2 separate regions of the Gossypium hirsutum genome follow, and region 1 is linked to region 2. The links are chromatin contacts, called in public Hi-C maps. All regions are on one chromosome and are shown on one strand. The core of a region is the stretch at or near the end of the contact, and the rest is flanking DNA. Distances in the headings are between cores, read along the strand shown.

The links. Hi-C and Micro-C count contacts between places; a contact is called where the count stands out from the background.
Region 1: a Hi-C map of leaf shows a contact between it and region 2, with 5 times the contacts expected there. The contact joins the enhancer-like site here to the promoter of LOC107937515 in region 2. A contact is called at or near these places in 23 of 34 Hi-C or Micro-C datasets (anther, callus, cotyledon and 6 more).

What each region holds. Positions count from the first base shown.
Region 1 is chrA10:4,472,759-4,476,026 of Gossypium_hirsutum_v2.1, reverse strand. No RefSeq gene overlaps it. Among protein-coding and RNA genes, the nearest start is that of LOC107937516, 12 kb to the left of the region's middle. Within about 2 kb of position 1,741, at least 3 of the 9 cell types and tissues checked have an H3K27ac peak or open chromatin away from gene starts, as enhancers often do. A contact at or near this core is called in hypocotyl and leaf, where this site is marked.
Region 2 is chrA10:4,436,559-4,440,008 of Gossypium_hirsutum_v2.1, reverse strand. It overlaps LOC107937515 (auxin response factor 6), which reads left to right and starts at 2,181. Exons shown (of 14, transcript XM_016870416.2): 1 at 2,181-3,287. The coding sequence starts at 3,245.

The sequences.
Region 1 (3,268 bases), core at 492-2,991, 36 kb before region 2:
GCTTTCTAGTTTATAATAGTTAATAATTGGATAATTATTTCATGCATTAACGTTAAGTATTTTTAAATACATAATAATTTACTTAGTAATTATCCTTTTAAATTTTAATAATAAGTTTTTAGATGCACTGAATCTAAAATTGCTTAGGAATCAAGCTAAGCACACTGCCCTAAATTTGCTGAAATTGGATTTAAGATCTCGCTTTTGGGGGTTAAAAGAAAAAAAAAAGTCGGTGCTTTAATTTGAATAATTGCTATATTTTAGTGTTTTTTAATCATTTTCACTAGGTTAGACTACGTATATTATGTGTAAGTTATGGATTTAAGTCATATATTTTGATATGGTCATTTTTAGTTACTATACTTTTTTTTTAATTTTATAATTTTAATCTTCACAAAACGGTAGTTATTTGATTCATTAAGTTAGGTTATGCTATTTTTAAAATCTTATAGATTCTTTTAGAACAAGTAGGGTCAAATAACAAAGATTCAAAGCATTCTTTTTACATTGTTTCGGAAACCCAATGACTTAATCTATGGATATGTAAAATACATGATTTCTAATCCTACCAGGAAGGGAGAGAAACAAATACTCAATTTAAAGTGAGCAAACAAAATTCCATACTCGATCTCATAGATGCATATGAAATTTTGTGGAAAATCATATTCGATGAGAGTCGTATGTACAACTTGGAGGGAGATTTTTCATATCTTTTGAGATCCACCTAACAATATAATGTCAAAAAGCAAAAGTAAATTATTTTAGCCCTTATAAAAAGAAAAAAAGAAAAAAATTAACCAAAATAATGATCAAATTGGAGAATATGGATTAAATTTCCAACTTTACTCACAGTACAAGATCAATACCGATATTTAACCAAACAATTTAACTGCTGTTGTTTGGTCAAAATTGGAATCTTAAGATTCAAAATATACAAGGACGAAAATTGATCAAATCAAAAAATATAAGAACTAAAATTAATCAAATTAAAGTATCAAGACTAAATTCATAACTTATACATAATACAGGGACTAATAACAGGATTTGACCTTTTTAATTTAATAAGGCATGAAGCATGCTAGATGGGCTGAGATATTAGGAGCCGAACATTTGAGCATGGGCTAAAGCTTTTTCGATGAACCCTACTATTAGATGATAAAAACACATTACTATTATTAAATTGATCTCAATTTATTTTTTAAAATTTGTAAAAAATTATATAAATTTAAAAAGAAATAATTTAATTTATAATGCTAAGCTGTTAACGCCTAAATTTTTTTATGCAATAAATTTAAATGGTTAAATAATATATCATAGAAAATGGATCCTTTTGTAAATAGGACCCATTTGTTCAGATCCTGTCATGTGGGTCCCTAATTACATGCAAATAAATAAATGATTAATGAAAAAAAAAAACCAACACATAATGGCAGCTTTAAAAAAAAATTCTTCCCATAACTTTGAAATTTCGGAAAACAAAATTTGACATTTCTATTTCCAATTATTTTTTAATAAATAATATTTCATTCTTAAAATCACATTAGGTAAGAAATATATTTTTAATTCATAAATTCTAAAATTAGGAAGTCAACTTTTTTACTGTATATATATTAAGAAAATACTATTTATTAATTTTTATTATATTTGTGCATGACTTGTTGTAGTAATAGTATGGTACGTACGGCATGTACATGGCTAGAGCCGAGCCGAGCCAAGCTGTTGAGGCGGGGAAGCCGGGGTAGTTGGAGTGGCGACGTAGGGAAAGGTGGGGGCCACCAAATCTAGATGGCGAAAGTGGATGGACCCCACAAATCTAAGAGGTGAGCTGTTGCTTTTGTACGAAAAAGAAAGTGAGAGGAAAACAAAATACCACTAACATCTTTTAAAACAATTATTTATGGAATTTATTTATTTATTTATTTAAAATGTGAAAATAAATTATTTTCATAAAAAAATTTGTTTTTAATTTTTTTAAATTTTAAATGATATTTTTACATACGGTAAAAGATATTGCAAAAAAAAAAAAGTATTCTAATATTGTATATCATAAAAATTTCAAAATAATATATTAATGGTGTATAAATATTAAAAATAGGTTTATAATAATAACAATATATTAAGAAAATTATGGTAATTTAATTGTTTAAGAGAATAAAACTTGGAAGAAAAAATAACAATACTTATAAATTTATGGTTATTTTATTTCCATAATTATTTTATAAATTTCCGATAAATTTATGGTTATTAATTATATTTTTTAAAAATTAATAGTTTATTGTATCACGGTAGTAATTATATTATATTTTTAAAATTTTTAATTTTATTGTTAAATTTAAACTAATTATTTAGAATTTTGAATTATTTAGAAGTACTTAAAGTACTCTAGATTTTTGGGCTTCCATTTTTAACCTAACTATTACCTAAGTAAATATAATTGAAAATTTTAAATACTATTATTATTTATAAATTTTAAAATATTTTTTAAATATTTCAATATGACACATCGAAATATAATTATCATGAATTAAGATTAAAATAAAATTTTTATTGACTCAAAATCAAATAAATGTCAAAATTAATTTCATAGTTAAAGTTAAAGTAAAAATTAAAATTGCCCCAAAAAATAATAAAATAAAATTGCAGTTCAGTAACATATCAAAAATAAAAATAAAAAATGACTTAAATAAAAACATTTCATATTTAAGAGGATGTAATACAAAATTATCCCAATAACCACATACATGTTAGAAACCTATGGCACTTGACCGACTCACTTTTTCCAATACAAATTTGAAAATATCTTTTTTCATTTAATGTTACAACTAAAATTTTCATTTATTTTTACTATAATTTATTTTTATTCTATTTTCTCTTAAAAAATTCTTAGCCCCTTAGTTGATCCGCCGCCACCGTTGCTGCCATGATCGGTGGTCTTCTTCCACCGCAGACATACCGAAATGTTCCTATCCTCCTCTTATTCTCCAATATGCCTTTTGATTAAAAAAAAAACCAAACCCTTTAGATTTAGCCTTTAAATCGAAAATATTTTTTCCTTGATTTCTACTATCGACCACCAAATTGACCATCACATGAAACAATAATTTTTTTACTTCAAATCTATTGAAAATTTTGTAAGGCGCCAAAAATAAAGTATCTCAAAAGCGAAGTCCTAAGGGATTTAAACTTTATACAATCTTATCTCTCAAGACTTATAATAATTAACTTAATAACTCTAATTTTATTCGAGTGTTTTATTGGGCCATTAAAA
Region 2 (3,450 bases), core at 932-3,431:
CTCGGTTTCTATTATTTGGTTTTACATTTTTTTTTAGTTTTTACTTTTAAATGTTATGTAATAACGTTTTATTTTTATTTAAAATTTTTATTTTAAGTTATGTTGTATAATATTTGACATGTCATTTAACAGTTTGAATAATTGAAGGGCATGGTTGATATAACATCAATAATTTAGAGATGTAATTAAAACATTTTGAAGTTTGAAGGTCAATTTAGAATGAGGGTCGTAGTTTGGGAACGTATAGTTCAATTAACTCTTAATCATATATTAGATTAAAATTATGAACTAATCACACACACTAGACACCCCAAACTACAACTCAAATTTTAAAATAGTCAATAACTTTTAGAAGGTTCTGATTGAATATATTTAGGGTGTGTTTGGATAAAAAATTTATAAGAGGGATTTCATCTATATCAAAGTTCTCAAAATTCTAAAAAATGAATTTACCTGTTTAGGTAAAAACATTGGAGAATTTTAATATTTGTGAGTAATTTTAAGAGAAGATTTTATGAGTTGATTTTCCTTTTTCGAATTCAACCTAAATACGTAATTTTTCAAAATTTATCATGTTCTGACGGTAAGATAAAAAAAAACTTGAACTTAAAAAGTTATTTTTATTTAATTTTTATTTTATTAAAGCATTTTATAGGTTTTTACAAATACAATGATATTCATATTGAGTATTTTTATATTATTTATTTTTAATATAATTATTATTTTTATAATTATTTTTAACCCTAATTTTTTCTAAATCAATTATTGTCCAAACAAAGTAAATACAAATGCTAGCAATTTAAAATTCAAAATTTTATTTATTTTTATCCAAACACACTTTTAAAATATCTATAATTATATCAATAAAGTAAAAATTTAACATGTATAATATTTTAAGTGTTAAACGCTAACTCAAATATGACTTTAAACATCTATATCAATAACATTGATATTTCGAATATAACATATTTTATTTTATCTTATAAAATTTTAACAAATCAAATACGTTCTACATTCTTATTTAAATTAGAATTTAATCTCAAAATTAATTGCTAATTAAATTATTCGAAAGATTTTATCGACATATCGTAATTTACAGAGTTGTAAACTTAAAATTATTAATAAAACCTTTTATCTCTTTCAAAAAATCTTTTTTTGTTATACGAATTTTTGGTAAGTTTTTTGTTGTTGCAATTTTCGAAATCACGTGCTGATCCTCGAGCTCGTAAATTTTGAAATATATAAAAATTGAAAAATTAAATGGACAGTTGATGAAATTAATAAAACAAATAGTACAAATGTATGCAATTGGGCTTTATCAGTTGGCCCACCTGAACTGAGATGAGGCAAAGCTGCAAGTTGCTCATGCACAGTGATTTCCCTAATCATTTCATGCAATCTTCTTTCATTTAAATTTAAACTTCACCTACACGTATCTTTAGCTCCATTCGTCCATAATGTTAAAAATAACAGTGCTGATTAGATTAGTTATTATAGTGAAGAGATAAAAAATTCTGTCGTATGTACTGTGAATCAAAGGCACCCTAAGAATTGTATAAAAAGAATTGATTCAATATCAACATTATATCAATGAAGTATTTTTCATTATTTTAACATCAAATTAAGCATTAGATATTAGTTTAAACTTGACTTGAAATATTTTAAAATACATATCATTTTAGATTTGATCTATTAAAATTTTTGAACTCGTCAAATTTTGTTTATACAGTTGGTGCACATGTATTTATAGTTTAATATACGTGTTATAAAATATTCTATGTTTGATAGAAAAATTTAATTAATATGATATTAATACTTTAAGGACTTAATTAAAATATTTTAAAATTTAAATTATGAAATTGAAGTTTTAGTTATAGTTGAAAGTCGTCTGGTGAAATTAATCCTAGAAAACAAAATAAAAAATCTTCCCTCTAATAAACAGTCATCTGACATACACAGTGTCTCTCATGCTCGCTCACTCACAAAACACTTTTTCTTTACCCAAATTTTTAATTTTAATTTTAATATTTTTTTCACCCGTATACAGAAAAAAGACAACCCAAAGGGGAAAAAGAAAAATAATGGCGGTCGTATGTTCATTGATTGGTGGAGCAAAGAAATAGAGATGGAAAACAAAAAAAAACAAAGAAAAAAAGAGAAGGAAATGGGAAGAAAGCAAACAGCAAAGGCAAAGAGCAGTAAATAGTACAAGTAGTCAGCAGCACGGAACTCTCTCTCATTCTCTCTCACTTTCCTTTCATTTCTCCTTCAGTAGCGACCACTCATCACCACTATTTCCATTGCTGGAAACAAAAAGAGTCCCCCCTTCCCTCTCCTATTCCTTTAAAAACCAGTAAAAAAAATATATTTTCCTACATCCTCAACCGTAGCCCATAGATATATAAAACAAACATATATTCTTCTGAACCAAAAATATCTATAAATACCCAATGCTTCTTTTTTAAATACAGTTGGGACTGTACAAACGGGGAGAGAGAGCCAGCTTTGTGAGGAAGAAAAACAAAAACCCAAATGCATAATAATAATATACCCTTTGCTTGGTTTGTGTTTTTTGTTTTGTGAGTGAGAACAAAGATCTGGGCTTTTGAACTTATTGGTATCTTTATAGCTGAGATCTGTTGGGTATTTTTGTTTGCTGGGGTTAGTGGGTTACAAGCTTCGAGGAACTCAAAGGAGAAAAGAAAAGCTGTTGTTTTGGTCACACTTAAGGATCAAAAGTCTTTATTTTTGGGAGCTGAAATGTGGGGCTAAAGCGTTGAAACATTAAAAGAAGGGGGAGATTATGTTGTTTTAGCATTAAGGTTTTGGATCAAGAGAAGAACACTTTGGGTTTTTTTTTTTGGTGGGTGGGGGAAGAACAAGATAGGAGGCGGATGAGGCTGAAAGCGATTGTGTTTTGTAGTAAAACCGGTTTCGGTTGAATAAGAAAGACAAGAAAGAAGTCTTGGGGGGGGGGCTTTGTATTTTTTTTTTTTTCTTTAAAGTCTGTTCTTCGACGTGTAAATTGTCAGCCTTTTGTTCAATTGGAGTTTGATTCTTGTTAAGGCATGGTGTTTTTTTTTGTGGAGACAAAGTAGTAAGAAGAAAGGTTTTGGAGTTTGGGTGTCCTTTGGAGGACTTTGGTCTGATTAAGGGAAGGGGTTTTAGGGTGGTGATCTTTTTTTTCTTGAGGGTGCAAACTTGGGATTTAAAGGGTTTTTATTCAATTTGTTTGGAAAAGAAAATGAGACTTTCTTCAGCTGGTTTCAATCCTCCAAACCAGGAAGGTACGCTTCTCATTTATCAAATTTCTGCTTCTTTCTTTTCCTCTTCTATTTTATCTCTCTCTAATTGGGTTCCTTGGGAAAGGGGAAGGTGGAGGGGAAGTTGAAAACTATCATCATCCATTGGCTTTGTTTTTGGCTTTGGAAAATGTTGGAGAAGCTGATT